Regions from separate parts of the Mus musculus genome. Here all the other regions are linked to region 3. A link is a contact called in public ChIA-PET, HiChIP or PLAC-seq and promoter capture Hi-C data. All regions are on one chromosome and are shown on one strand. The core of a region is the stretch at or near the end of the contact, and the rest is flanking DNA. Distances in the headings are between cores, read along the strand shown.

Region 1 (3,680 bases), core at 132-2,631, 430 kb before region 3:
TAATAACAACAAAACAGCAGCAACAATAACAACAACAATACCTCAGCTTTGATGTAATCTCACACTCTGCCCTAATGGTCATAGCATCAAACACAGTGTCCACGTGCCTGCGTCAGATTTCTACAATTATCTCGCTTTGATAGTTCATTCCCCTATCACTGAATTTTTTTCCTGCTATTAATTATTTTTCTCTGTAATAGATAAGACCACGGCAGATGTGCTCGTGTTGCTTTCTGAGTGACTGTGTGTTGCAAGTTTCCAATAGCAGCCAGGCAGAAGCCTCGACTTGGAGGGAAAGTTGGAGATGTGGTACCTGCCCCCTCTTCTAGAATTTGGATCTTTCTGAAGGCAGTGGTTGCAATTGGGAGTCTCTTCCCATCCTGACTGGGTCCTTCTTCAGCAGTCACAAGCCTGCCTCTCTTCCACCTAAGAAAACACATTCAGGGAAGGAGGAAACCCCAGGAAGCTGCACCCCTTCCTCTTCACCCAGATCCTCCAAGCTGTCCATTCCAGACACCGAACTTCAGAACAACATGGCATTTGACAGCAAGCTGCAGAAGAGAGTTTTTGGAAGAGTCTGCCAAGCTCTCTGCTATTGCTGGAGCCTCTGCAGCCATCTGAAAAGGCTTCCTTACAAGGCACCCACTCACTCACACTCGCCTTTTATGTTCAAAACCCTTAACTGGAACTTTCTGCAAGGAAAATTCAATGTGACCCAAACAAGAACACTATAGGTGCTGAACAAACTCAAGGCGTCTACTGTTTCAGATTCGCCTCTGATTCAGGTCCTGAGAACACAGGGACACACATCTGTATGCACACACACTCACAGCAGACACACACACACACACACATGCTCACAGCACACACACACATACACACACACACACATACACACACACTCACACATGCTCACAGCACACACACACACACACACACACACACACACACACACACACACGCAGCACAACACAATCTAAAAAGGACTCACCTGTTCACTTTAGAAGAGTGCTACAGACCACCATCCCACAGGGCCGCAGGCACCCCTCTCTTCCCCTGGCTGTGCTTCCCCTGGGTGCTGTATGACTCGTCAGGGTCCTGCCAGGGGCGGGGTGGGCAGAGCAGTGCACACTGACTACCAGCAGCCGAGCAAATGAAGTGAGCAGGCCCCCTGCTCCCACCAAGGCCCCAGCCGGCAGGACTCTTCCTGTAAACTCCGGTGCAAAGTCCCCACATGATCATGTGATCAGCTGGGTCAGAGTAAGCTAGAAGTCACACTTGGTGGCTCTCTGCCTCCTCACCGAGCTGCAGCCCTGAATTTCAGCCCTTTCCAGGTCTCACCTGTACCAGAAAGCATCACAGACTTAGAGAACAGCTCTTCTGTTACAGGAGCGAGCGAGCTCACTTCTTAATTTATGTAAACATCTCCAGTTTGAGGCCGCATGCCAGATGGGCAGGGCCGGGGCCAGAGCCTGGGATGGGTGTGCCTTGGAGCAGGTAATTGCCTGGGCAGGGCTGGAGGATCCCCAGAAGGAGAAACTCTAGGCTGAAGAAAGATGGAAATCAGTTCTCCTGTGCTCAGCCACAAGTCCCAGGCAATCGCGTGTTCTCTCTGTGCTCACAACTCACCTGGATTACCAGCTTGTGTTCCCAATGGGGAACTCAGCACCGTTTAAGTGGGGGAGGGGGCAGCTGTCGTGGATTCCCAAGAGGCTTTCCAATGCACCCTGAAGAACCTGTTTCTCTGCAGAGGCCACTGGCCTTCTTCTTGTCACCCTGTCCTCCAGGACGCACACCCTGTCCACACGTCTGGGTGCCCCCACAGCCTTGAAGACCAAGAACCTCATTCTGTTTCTGAACAGGACCCTGATTCCCTGTGCCTAGATTGGCATCCAAGGTGTGGCACCCAGCACCGCTTCTATCCTCCTTGTAGTGGGTAGAGATGTGTGGGCGTGGCCTTTTCGGTTTACACTGGAAATGGTACTGGTACAAAGGTCTCCGGAGTTCAAGGGGACACTGAGATGGGTTGTTGCGGGGGGGGGGGGTTATCAAAGGGGTTTATAAAGAGTTATTAACCCCATGGACAGACAGACAACAGCTCGGGAGCTGTAAGGAGAGGTCAAGTCTCAGAGCTGCAGGGTAACAGGTAGCTCAGTTCGACTGTTGAACATCAGACTGTTGAAACAGCGAGCCCAAAGGAGTGGGCATTCTCCTAGCAATCTTGTACTGGGGAGTACACTGCCTGGGAAGAGATTGCATGCATTTCTAACAGCTTGTCGGACTACCTTACAATGAGACTGAAGTTCTCATGTTGTTATAATGACGGATCCGTGGTGGGCGGGACCACACGTTGTCTGAGACTGATCAGAATAGAGGTGCTTATCCTTGGCCCTCTATTTAAACTCTAATCTCGATTCAGTACCCTGAAGACAGACTTGTGGGTGGCTGGACCTGCCCTTGCAACACATGCACAAGGAGCAATGGAAAGAGCTTTATATGTGCCGAATGTATTAAGTCAACTTACATAAAAACAGTAACAAACGCTGAATCCCACTGAAAGAGTGAGACTCTAGAAGCCGTTTGGTCTGTGAGGCTGGCTGCCTCACCAGTGAGATACAATCCCACTGTAACTGTCTCCCTCTAGAGGGGCAAACAACCCAGTATTTGCTCAGTTCATGAGGCTGGGGACCTCTGCAGTCTCAGGGGAATTGGGGGGTGTTGCAAAACTAGTTGGTTTCTGGAGAACTGTTGGTGTCTAGTCCACATCAGAAGGCTGGAAACACTGGTTCTGACATCAGTGGAGGAATAGCTGCAAGGAGAGGAATCAACTCAGAGGCAAGAGGGAGTTGAGCAAAAGGCCAAAAATCTTCCTACTGCTGTGCCCTTTATATATGGGCTGTGCAGAGGGTGCTGCCCTTGACGGGGGCAGGTCTTCCCACATAGATAAGGCAATCAGGACAGTTCTTCTGAGCTTACACGATGTTCGCAGAACCTTCAGTTCCCCGGGATAGAAGCACTGAGACTCCCCCATTTCTATTGGCTGCTCAGAGTTCTTGGGGTAACAGATCTCTTCATAGGCCCCTCTCACATGACACCCTACGTTCTCAAAGTCAGAAGAGGCCCTCTCTGACCTCTAGAGCCTCTCTTAGAGGGTTTGTCTGGTTGAGACAGGACTAACAAGCACAATCCTCTTTTTGTTCAACTCAGGGTCAGCTGACAAGGGCTCCAGTGACTTTAACAATACATCTTCATCTTTTTCCTGTAACATGACCTCCCCTGAAGACTGGAGCCCTGAGCAGGAAGAGGTGTATGCACCAAATTCCCTTCCCAGGATTCTGCTACCTAGAGTCCGGGTTCCCCCATTACCACTGGGCTTGTGTCTAGGAGTATACTGGTGTTCCGGATGATTTCAAGCAACCGGATCCTCTCCCAGGGTGGACCAGGATAAGCCAGAATCCAGACATTTGAGAAGAGCTGGGGGTGCATTCCTTCTCTGTGTTCCGAGTTACCCCATGCCAAAGGTCACTTGGGTAGTCTTCTCCTGCAAGATCCTCTCTTAGACCAGTCTGTCTGCTCACTTGGACACCTGTCTGCTCACTCCTAAAGGCAGCCCCTGCCTGGCTGGCCTGTGTGATTATGTGTGATTCAGGTGCTGAGAGTTGCCTGCTGTGGGAGAGAAA
Region 2 (3,338 bases), core at 412-2,911, 450 kb before region 3:
TTCAGAAGAGGCCATATTCTAGTTCACATTGAGAGGACGGGTGGACACGTCACTGTGGAGTCTGCCCAAAGGAGAGCGTGAAGAGGGGGCAGGGGGGGTGTTAATGTGTTTTAAAGCCACTTGGCCCAAATGAAATTATATAATTCAGGAAGGAACAAACCACGTCAGTGATGAGAGGTTTGGGTTTTTTTTTTTTTTAAGAAGGTAAAAAAAGAAAGGAAAGGAAAAAAAAGACGGAGTGTCTTGATGAGATGATGAGAGAAGAGACGTAGTGGAAACTGCAGGCTATAAGCAAAGACGCCATCTCAAGGAGGGGTCTGGGGGCGTCCTTTGCCTCCTTGTTGGCCTATAAAAGATAAGCAGGCAGGCAGACCTCACCTCACGCCCAGGCAGCCTTATCGCCACACTCAAGGGACAGAGAGAGGGTGAGTAACTTGGCAGTGCTGGAGAGGGCTGGGTGTTGCTGTGACTTCCAGCTTCTCCACAAGTGTTTTCTCTGCCAGGCTTACTGGGCAGCCAAGTGCGGGCACCAAGCAGGACAAGCAGAGAGAACTACCTGTGGTCTGTGGTCTAGGACCACACACCATTCTGGGGTCTCTGACACTCAAGGGCTGTCCATGATGGAGGGCAGGTGAAGGTGGCCCTCAGTGGGACACCTCAAGCAAAGCCCAGAAGGCACCCTCCAGAAAGGCTCAGAACTCAGGATCAGTTAGCATTCTCAGTCCCCATCACCCAGCCTGAGTGGGTGCAGTCTTTACAATGATTCATGGTGGCTCCTCCATTCCTCTAGTTAGGGTTCCCCTTCACTGTGTGGGACATCCCAGGAGGAGGAGGAGGAGAGGGTGGGCATTTAAAGAGCTCTGATGGACAGCGCTGTGTGGACAAGGAGAAGCTGGAGCGTCAAAGTCAGCTGGGGGGGGGTCTTCCTTGAGCATCTTCTAATAGGACCTGAAATGTCAGGGGTAGGAAGAAAAGGGTCCCCTGCAGGAAGTATCACAGGTGGATGCTATGTGGTAGGTCAGAACACTCCATCAGCAGGGTACCAGTTCCCATACACAGTGGCGGCAGCCTTCCCATGTCATTCAGGGGGACTCTGTGAGGAGAGGCCCATTCTGGAGTCTCAGCAAACTGAGTCTAAAGTCCTGGGTTATTGTAGAGGCTGTGAGGTGTGAGCTCTCTGGGGATGTGGGATGCTAAGTGTCCTCCATTGCCTGCCTGGCTCTCAGTGTCAGGAGATCCCAGACAAAGTGTGAGGAAAGCCTGGGCACTGAGGTTCCAATATGTTCCAACTCCTAGCTACCTCTGAGGTTGGGCAAATTGTTCTCCACCTCTGCTGACCACAAGGCTGCCCATAAATCTGCTTCCCACCAAGGCCTGGGTGTCTACCTCCCAGCTCTTGACACAGATGGACAGACAGACCCAAGGATGTCCCAAGACAGCCACCTGTGCACAGCTCACACCTCTCCCCTGATAATTGTAGCTATGTGCACTAAACATATGCATTTGCACACCTCATAGGCACGGACACGCACCACACACACACGTACATCTGTACAAACAACCTAGGGTCCCTCCTGGCTTTGTGCATACAACGTACTCTGCATCTCTACCCCCAGGCTTCAGGATCCAATCTCCAGGGCATCATCCAGGAAGCCGGAAGCATGGCACCGAGGACCTGGCTTCTGTGCTTGCTGCTGCTAGGCTTAGTCCTCCCAGGAGCTTCCAGCCGAGCCCACCAGCACTCCATGGAGACCCGCAGTGAGTGCCTGGCATATGGAGGACAGCCACTGTCACCTCCCATCCATATGCTTCCCAAATGCCTTGAGTACCCAGCCCCTGAATGGGAGGTTAGCCATCTCCTAAGCCAGTGGTTTCCAACCTTCCTAATACAGAACTTTTAATACAGATCCTTATGTTGTGGTGACCCCCAGCCAGAAAATTATTGTGATGCTGTTTTCATAGTTGTAAGTTTTGCTACTGTTATGGATCATAATGTTAATATCTGAAATGCAGGATGTCTGATATGCGCCCTTCCCCCCAAACAAAAGGGACACAACCCACAGGTTGAGAGCCTCTGGGATCTAAGCAAAAGCTACCTTACCATGCAGTCAGTTGGGAGATTGGTCCTGTTAAGATCTCCCCAGAATGGTCCTGTTTCCTGTCCTCATCATTCCCCTAACCCATCTTTGTGGGGTCCCTTAAGACTTTGGAGGATGACAGTCAGACAGGAAGAGAATACTGATCCTGGCATATGTCTAAATAAATTCCCTAAAGCCACACCACTGCCCAGATATGCCCAGCCAGTGTAATCAGGGTGGGTGCCAACATGGCCTGGTGCCCAGGTTTCCATCAGCTTAGGGGCTCCCGTGTCCCATACGCTGCTCTGACTCTTTCCTTTCCAGCCCCTGACATCAATCCTGCCTGGTACACGGGTCGTGGGATCAGGCCTGTGGGCCGCTTCGGGAGGAGGAGGGCAGCCCTGAGGGATGTCACCGGACCTGGCCTGCGGTGCCGGCTAAGCTGCTTCCCACTGGATGGAAGTGCCAAGTTCTCTCACAGCTCATGAAGACAGTGATGCTGAGCCCAAGCCCACCCTCCCTGTCCCCCCGCAGAGCCTCCTCCACCCTCCCTTTCCGGTTTTCCCTCTGATCTAATAAAAGTGCTGGCTTTGTTTATTGTACACTTGTAACTATGTGGTAACAAACCGGAAGGTGCTTTCTCTCTGGGGAGGGTAACCATGAAAGAAGCTCAGAACCCAGTAACCTCTTTGGAAAGAAGAGGCTCCCACCTGCCCCCAATAGAACAACTGAGATCGCTCATTACCAGGCCCCACAGAGGTTGTCCTGGTCCCTTAAGACCCTGCAGTGGGGGAAGGGAATGTTGATTCAGTGTTCCTATAAATTCCTGTTCCCCAAAACCACATCACTGCCCAGAAATGGGGTGCCCTTTTCTTGGTCACTTGTTCCCACAAGCTTCCACCTACACAAGGTACCCTGAACACATGCTCAGCTTGCATACTGCATAAAGCCAGGGTAACCACACACTACACTATGTAAGATACTTGGTCCCAGAGAAAAGCCACACAACGCCCCTGGCATGGCTCACGTCCTTCTCTTGGCATTTTTTGGTTTGTTTTTTTTTTTTGTTTTTGTTTTTGTTTTTTTGTTTTTTTGTTTTGTTTTGTTTTGTTTTTGTTTTTTTGTTTTTTTTTTGTTTTTTTGGTTTTTCGAGACAGGGTTTCTCTGTAAAGCCCTGGCTGTCCTGGAACTCACTTTGTAGACCAGGCTGGCCTTGAACTCAGAAATCCGCCTGCCTCTGCTTCCCAAGTGCTGGGATTA
Region 3 (3,699 bases), core at 27-2,526:
GTTTAAGGTTTTAGGTCATGTCAAGAGAGCCTTGACCACGGAGAAGACCCAAAATAACTTTGGATAAAAAGCAATAGGGACTACTAATGATGACAGATTTCTAGGCACATCTGGCAATCCAAACTCTGGTCCGAGCACATTCAGACACAGGTTATACTCCAGTGACAGATGCAAGGCTGCCTGTATGAGGCCAGCTTTACTCACAACTGTAACGGTGGTTATCTTCAAAAAGCATGGCTGAATCAAACTCAGTCTCAAGGCCTAGTTACTTAGAAGCTTCTGTACCATCAGAGTGGTTGGTGGGGGTACGTAACGGTGCCACTACCAGGAACAACTGCAAAAAGAGGACACTACAAAGCATCTCAGGAGTCTGGAGGTGCGCAGGTTAAAAACCAAAGCACAGGTGTGAAGAGGACAGGTCAATACCTTCTCATAACCCCAAGCTCCAGCATTCTTCCATGCTAGCCCGTCCCGCTCTGCCAAGCTGGAGATCTGAGCCCTCCCACTTTTGAACATTGTTTCCTTGCCTAGAATCTCTGGAAACCATCAGCCGAAGCCCTCGCTAAAGGCCGCCTCCTTCCCAGGTCTTTCTCACTAGTCTTCGGGTACCGTTACTCCGGACGCTTGGCGTTTCCCACGGTTTTTAACCTATGCCTCTGCGATCAGAACTGAACTCTCTGAAGGCAAAGGCTGGGTCCTCTTCACCTTCCTATTCCGTGCCAAAGACCTTCCCAAAACGTGGGCTGCAGACGCCACCCCCCATCCCCGGCCTCGGTTATCTAGCCGTAGCGCCCTGCATTGGCTGTGCAGGCGCCCCGCACCAAGGGGCTGGAAGTCGGAAACTTGTTAAGTTCTCGGGGTTTCCAGGACGCAAACAGGCCCGGGACCAGGACATTCCGCTGGGAGTCTTGCTGTAGCCAAATTAAAGCCAGAGTGCCCCGACCCTTCGGCGCGGGACTTCGTGCGTGTGCCACGCGAGGCCTGGACAGGGACCGCGCGGTCGCTGCGGCCTCGGGAGCCACAGGCCGAGACTGAGGCGGCGGTGGCGCGAAGATGGCGGAGGCAGCGCATCCCGGCGCCGCCCTTTTCCCCCGCGCCGCTTACCGGCAGATGGCCGCGGCGCGCGCTCGGGCTCCGGCAGGTCCCCGAAGAGGTCCATGGCGGCGGGGCAGTGGAGCGGAGGCTCCGCGCTACCCTGGGCGGCGGCGGCGGCGGCGGCGCCGTCACTCACCGCGGGAGACCCTGCCAATCGCGCGCCGCCCAGCCGCCGCCCCAGAGTGCTACGCGCGGGGGCGGGGCGGGGGTGGGCTGCGCAAGCGCACGGGCGCTCTTGGCCTGGGCATTAGGTCCCGTGATAAATTGTTATGGCGTTTCCCCGGAAAGAAGGGAGGAGTGGCGCCGAGCCTGACATCCAGACAGGCTTTTGGCCGGAGAGGCGGGTCTGCACCTGTCCACTGTTCCCTGTGTGACCGAGCAGGCAAAGCACCTTCTGACCGCCCGGGAGCAGGATGGCGCCCAGCGGGGTCTCAGCTGTCCCACTGGGATAGAGACCAGAAAAAAACACCATCACTGGCCAAGCCACAAAAGTGACAAACATCCCTCATCTCAGCCACCAAATTTATGACGCTTTACCAATTACAAAGTTGTGTTGTGTATTTTCCCTGGTCTCAGAAAAGAGCCACTCATGGAATTAATTCCTCTTCCTACCATACAATCCACAAAGACTTCACTTCCTTAAAGGTACCCAAATTTATTGACTACACACCCCAATCCTACCAGCCCTTTCCAACACCACCTTACCTGTTTTTTTTGTTTGTTGTTGTTTTTGGTTTTTTTGCCAGTGTTGTGTGGACTTCTTGGTGCAGTAGGTAACAAGTCATTGCTTCCTTGCAAATGTAGACCAGATATTCTCTAGCTGCAATAGGTGGATCCACCCAGCTGACCTCCAAGCCACTGTTTGAAGTTTTTACTGCACTCAGACAGAACTGTCTCTTCCTTGACAGATGTAGGATTTTGAAATAACAGCACTTTGTCTTTTGTCCATATATCTCATACACTTCTCAGCCCATCCCAACTTGATATCACTATGTTTTTAAAGCAGCTCTTGCTAAGTGTCTTAGGGTTTCCATTGCTGTGAACAGACTCCATGACCTAGGAAACTCTTATAAAAGACAACAATTGGGGCTAGCTTACAGGTTTAGAGATACAGTCCTTTATCATCATGGCAGGAAGCATGGCAGCATTCAAGTAGGCACGGCGTTGGAGGACCTGAGAGTTCTACATTTTCATCCAAAGGAAGCCAGGAGCAGACTTTCCTCAGGCAGGTAGGAGGAGGGTCTTGAAGCCCACCCCTAAAGTGACACACTTCCACCAATTAGATCACACCTCTTCCAACAAGGCCACACCTCCTAATAGTGCCACTCTGAGGGCCAAGCATATTCAAATCACCACACTAAACTTGATTTCCCACTCCTGCAAATAGACTCGTCGGCCACCATTCCACATGAATTCTGGCAGTGTTTGCCATGTGGCCTGTCTTTCCCTCATATGTATGGACATCTCTAATCATTACTCCATCTCTACCTGGTTTACAGCTCAACTTCTGGCTGCTAAATAAAATCTTTTGTGGAGACAAGAACTTGCTCAGTAGGCCAGGCTGGACTTGAACTCACAATGCCTCTACCTCCCCAGTGCTAGGACTATATATAAATCTCTGTCACCACCCCTGGCAATTGGAATTCTGACCTGACCCTAAGTTCTCTTCTGTTCTCTTTCCCTTCATAATCTCCATGCACACCAGGCTTGAACTGCTGCACCTTTGGACATGACTCGTTAATTTTCCTACCACCAATAGATCTCTGGGTTCCACTAAGTGCCAAGAACGGGTTATGGGTAATCACAGTACCTCAACTCCCTGACAGATTTCATTTTCTCTCCTACAAATCTTTTCCTTAGTCTGTTGCTTGACTTAAGATACTTGGGCAGAAAGCATGGCAATAGGAGTATGTGATAGGGGAGGGTCTTCAGTTCATGATGTATAGGAAACAGAGTGGAAGGACATCAGAAAGGGACCAGGATAACATAATCCAAAATGACAAGTTCTCAGTCACCTACTTTCTTCAGTATCCACTTCCCACCATCCTACCACCTGCCAACAATCTATTAAAATGTTAAACCTGCCAATGAGTTAAAACTTTCACTAGGTCAGAATCTTGTGATCTAATTGTTTCAGAAAGCACACACTCTCCTGCCCTCCCCCAACTATGCATTTTACTAATTCTGTAGACATCTGTTAATCCAGTCAAGTTGCCAGGCAATGGCCGGCGTCACAATGCCCGTGTGCAGACACTGGTGTGGACTTAAGTTTTCTGCTTCTTTGACTAGACGAGAAGAGTATGTTTGTTTGGTTATATAATGAAAGCATATTTAGTTTTGGAAGAAATTATCAGTGTGTTCCAATGTGGTTGTTCCATTTTACCTTCCCACCCATCCTGGGAGTGCCTGCTCTTTGTATCTGTGCCAGCATGCCAGCATGCCAACATTTGTTCTCAGTCCTCTGGAGTTTAACCATTCTAACATGTGTGTGGTTAAACTTTGAAGTCAAATTCTAATTACAGACAAGTGCATGAATCATAAAGCTAAATGACTTTCATAAACCACACATAGCCATATAACAAAGATCCAGAATAAAAGATTCTG
Region 4 (3,351 bases), core at 123-2,622, 300 kb before region 3:
CCGCTTCCTCCTCCTACTCTTCTTCCCCCACCCTCCTCCTCTTCCTCCTCCTCCTGCTCCTCCTCCTCTTCCTCTTCTTCCTCCTCTTCTTCCCTCTTCCTCCTCTCTCTCCTCTTCCTCTTTCTTCTCTTCTTCCTCCTCTTCTTCTTCCTTCTCCTCGTCCCTCTTCTTCTTTTTAAAATGTGTTGCTAGAGATTAAACTCAGGTCCTCATCATGCCTCATAGCAAATACTTTACCAACTGAGCCACCTCCCCAGCCCCTTGGTTTTTTTCTTCTATCCCCAAATGGCCTTGAATTCACTATATAGTTGAAGATATCTTTGAATTCCTATCCCGACTGCTTCCACATCCCAAGTGCTGAGGCTACAGGTGTATCATATGCACCACACCTGACCAGACAGTTTTGGCTGTGGTAGGGAGACACACCCAGGCTATAGCATCAGTGTGGGTGGAGGGAGGCCCACATTTTGAAAGCCATGAGTGGAAAGTGCAGACAGTCCAGGCCAATCTCTTTTGCTGGGCTCAGACATAAATACATAGTTTAGAACTCAGTTCCTGAACACTATACTGCCCAGGATTGGTTCCTGCATCCCAGAATGCAGCAGACCCAAGATACAGCACTTGCATAGATGAGCTCATTGGATTTGTTTTAGTGTAGAATCCTCTTTCTTGTGCGTAATAGTCAACTGTACACTTGAGGAATAAGTGGAGTGTTTGCAATCAAAAGAAGTTTGTAGCTTTACTTTCAAAGATTCTTAACAACACCTCCTCCACCCCACCCCACCCCACCCCACCCCACCCCGCTGCCCCAGCAATGACTGTCTGGGGTGGCTGATTTGTCATCACTAGGCGTGGCCCTTGGATTTATTTAAGTATCAAGATGAGGTCATGATGTGGGAATGTTCATGGTTTCTGTGACTGGAAAGACTGAAGTCAGATTCGGATCCTTTTGTTGTGTGTGCACTTTCCAGATCTGTGGAAAATTTACACACATGAAACAAGTTTGGCTGTTATTTCCTCACAGAGGCATGCATTGTATGTCTTGGTCTCTGCAGCCTGTGAGGCAAGAGAAGTGATCTCTGTGATGTGGGGAACTGGAGGTGTGGTCATACTTTCCCTTCTGTGCTACTGTGAGAAATGCATCAATCCAGCAGAGCTCTGTATTCCCTCCGGTGAAGGCTGCTAAGTCTGTTGCAGAGATAATCAGTAGATGTCCCCCCTCCCCTTCTCCAGTCACCTGTTTGTTTATTTGTTGCCCTAAAGATCTTTCGATCATTATTTCTGTTGTCATTTAGTGAGCAAAGGTCAGCGCAAAGATGTGTGGAAAACTGGCTGGCCTCCCAACTCAACCTGGCACCTCACAACAGCCAGGTACCTCCACACTAACTGGGGAGCCTCCTGGGTATGGTTCTCAGGTGCAGTGACCCCTCTGCAAATGCAGGGCAGCCTCCAGGAAATTCTTCAGTCAGTGGGAGGGTCACTAGCCTTTGCCAGGTCCCTCTCCCAGGCCTGCTCCTGACTACTCCTCCCTCTCAGGCAGGAAGACCCACAAGTCTGAACAGGAGCTTCTGGGTTTCTTCCCACCAGCAAAGCTGGACATGCTTCATTGACACTTTGTTAAAAGCCGATCCAAATTGCACACCCACCTTCCCAGTGCATACATAGCCCTGGGACACAGAAAAGCATTATGTTAATGCTGGACCTGAATCTTAGAAACAACAGGGCTGATTCTATTCTTTCTTTATGCTTTTTTAGGCACCAAGATGCTGGGTTTGTCACCCTCTGTCCTTGGAACAAACAAGGATACAGTGACCTCTCCATCCTGGCCTCTGTGGGAGACCCATGCAGTAGGATGTGCAGCAAGGCAGGGGTTAAAAGATGGAGTTAACACCACGTCACAGCTCCTGCTCCTGACTTGGGGCAAGTAGGCAGAAATAAACTCCTTCAGATGAAGTAGCCCCCTGAAAGGCATATGTTTTTGCTTGGTTTGAGCTGCCCCAGCCATAATAGGACATAGTTTTTGGTGTCCATATTGGTTCTTGGAAAATACCCCCGGCTTAGTATTTCACCAGGAGTAATTACCAGGAGCCAAAGACAGAAGAAAATGCAAAAGTCAGCTGCAGCCCTCAAGGCTTTGCATCTTGCATCTGTCAGACAGGAAGTGAGGCAGTGCTACACACTGGGGGCAGGGTGGTGCAACCGAAGAGTAAAAGTCACCAAACAAAGGAAGTGATGGTTCATTCCCCTTTAAAAACGTGAATATACCTCTGTGTCCATAGGCTACTGCAAGGGCTAAGACTAAAGGTTTGGGGCTCCCAATGATACAATTCTTAGGAGAGCCAAGATGCATCAGCCCGAATGTAAGTGGCAGGGGACGGAGTTCCACCTCATTCCAGCACCACTCCCCACTCCACTCCCATTCTTCTGTAACTCCGTCCCCACCTCCACTTAGCCTTTCCATCCTAATTAGTGTTAACTGTCAGCACAGCCTAGAATCACCTGAAACCAGAGTCTCAATGGAGTAATTGTCTTTACCATGTTGGTCTGTAAAAGATGATTTTAATTGCTGTAGGGGGTGCTGCCTACTGTAGGCGATACCATCCCTAGACAGTCCTGGGTTTTATAAAAAAGCTAGCCATGGTTCCTACCTCCAAGTTCCTGCCCTGGTGCCCCCTCTATGGCAGACTGTGTCCTGGGGGGTGCAAGCCAGATAAAGCTTTTCCTTCCCAAGTTGCTTTTGGTTGGAAAGCCACAGAAAGAAATGTAGGAAGTGCACACATGCGCGCGCACCCCCCCCCCATATTTTTCTCATGTTAATTGAGCACCTAGAATAGTCTGGTCATGAGTCAACAGTGTTAGGCAATGCAAACCTGCCCTCGCCCTTCATGGGATACACAGACTGGGCTAGAAGATGTTCATCAAATAAATAACATAAACATCAGTTGCACCTGCACGAGCCATGAGGGCAGGTGCGTGGAGAGAGGCAGAAGCTGGGGTTAGAGGATCTAGGCTTGAACCACAGCCAAGCAGAGCCAGGTGACACCTAGGGCATCCTCCTCATCTAAGCCCTACAGCCCACTGGAATCCAAGAGAGCTTCCACAGATCTGAAGCATCCTTCAGGAATGTCTCGGGTGGAGCCAGGACTTGCTGTCTTGTGTACTCATAGAAAAGTGCTGAGCTAGCTGTCTGCCCATTCGAATTTGAAAACAAAGACACCCCCACCCCCCCACCCCCCACCCCCGCCCCCGTGATTCATGTTGTCTAAAGAGGCAAGGCAGGGTCCAGGTGGAGAGCAAGCTTGCACCTATGGGTACGAGATTGGATCTAAAACCTATGGTCCACCAAGTATG

What was found. Promoter capture Hi-C pulls out the DNA fragments that hold promoters and counts their contacts. ChIA-PET counts read pairs in DNA pulled down with a chosen protein or histone mark. HiChIP or PLAC-seq counts read pairs in DNA pulled down with a chosen protein or histone mark.
Region 1: a contact with region 3 is called in a promoter capture Hi-C map of the HPC-7 cell line, with 6 times the contacts expected there. The contact joins the promoter of Rab17 here to the promoter of Ilkap in region 3. A contact is called at or near these places in 17 of 39 promoter capture datasets (the 3T3-L1 cell line, 3T3-L1-derived adipocytes, the C10 cell line and 11 more), 4 of 15 datasets of contacts at CTCF or cohesin (embryonic stem cells, large pre-B cells, pro-B cells and 1 more), 24 of 484 Hi-C or Micro-C datasets (the AML12 cell line, B cells, the HPC-7 cell line and 16 more), 7 of 115 datasets of contacts at active chromatin or transcription factors (the HPC-7 cell line, astrocytes, embryonic midbrain and 4 more) and 4 of 9 other capture datasets (adipose tissue, embryonic stem cells, liver and 1 more).
Region 2: a contact with region 3 is called in a FOXA1 HiChIP or PLAC-seq map of pancreatic cancer cells. The contact joins the promoter of Prlh here to the promoter of Ilkap in region 3. A contact is called at or near these places in 5 of 39 promoter capture datasets (the 3T3-L1 cell line, the C10 cell line, the HPC-7 cell line and 2 more), 6 of 115 datasets of contacts at active chromatin or transcription factors (the HPC-7 cell line, embryonic midbrain, forebrain and 3 more) and 1 of 9 other capture datasets (liver).
Region 4: an RNA polymerase II ChIA-PET map of memory CD8 T cells shows a contact between it and region 3, with 18 read pairs. The contact joins the enhancer-like site here to the promoter of Ilkap in region 3. A contact is called at or near these places in 2 of 39 promoter capture datasets (the 3T3-L1 cell line and pre-B cells), 1 of 15 datasets of contacts at CTCF or cohesin (large pre-B cells), 2 of 484 Hi-C or Micro-C datasets (cortical neurons and stem cell-derived neurons), 6 of 115 datasets of contacts at active chromatin or transcription factors (extraembryonic endoderm stem cells, large pre-B cells, memory CD8 T cells and 3 more) and 2 of 9 other capture datasets (adipose tissue and liver).

Annotation. Positions count from the first base shown.
Region 1 is chr1:90,968,239-90,971,918 of GRCm38.p6, forward strand. Rab17 (RAB17, member RAS oncogene family) reads right to left here and starts at 1,382. Exons shown (of 6, transcript NM_008998.4): 1 at 992-1,382.
Region 2 is chr1:90,951,447-90,954,784 of GRCm38.p6, forward strand. It overlaps Prlh (prolactin releasing hormone), which reads left to right and starts at 1,662. Exons shown (of 2, transcript NM_001101647.1): 1 at 1,662-1,758; 2 at 2,403-2,566. The coding sequence starts at 1,662. The coding sequence ends at 2,566.
Region 3 is chr1:91,397,547-91,401,245 of GRCm38.p6, forward strand. It overlaps Ilkap (integrin-linked kinase-associated serine/threonine phosphatase 2C), which reads right to left and starts at 1,277. Exons shown (of 12, transcript NM_023343.3): 1 at 1,105-1,277. The coding sequence starts at 1,159.
Region 4 is chr1:91,094,504-91,097,854 of GRCm38.p6, forward strand. All of the region lies in intron 12 of Lrrfip1 (leucine rich repeat (in FLII) interacting protein 1), which reads left to right. Among named protein-coding and RNA genes, the nearest start is that of Lrrfip1, 43 kb to the left of the region's middle. Within about 2 kb of position 1,373, at least 126 of the 459 cell types and tissues checked have an H3K27ac peak or open chromatin away from gene starts, as enhancers often do. A contact at or near this core is called in liver, memory CD8 T cells, pancreatic cancer cells and 2 more, where this site is marked.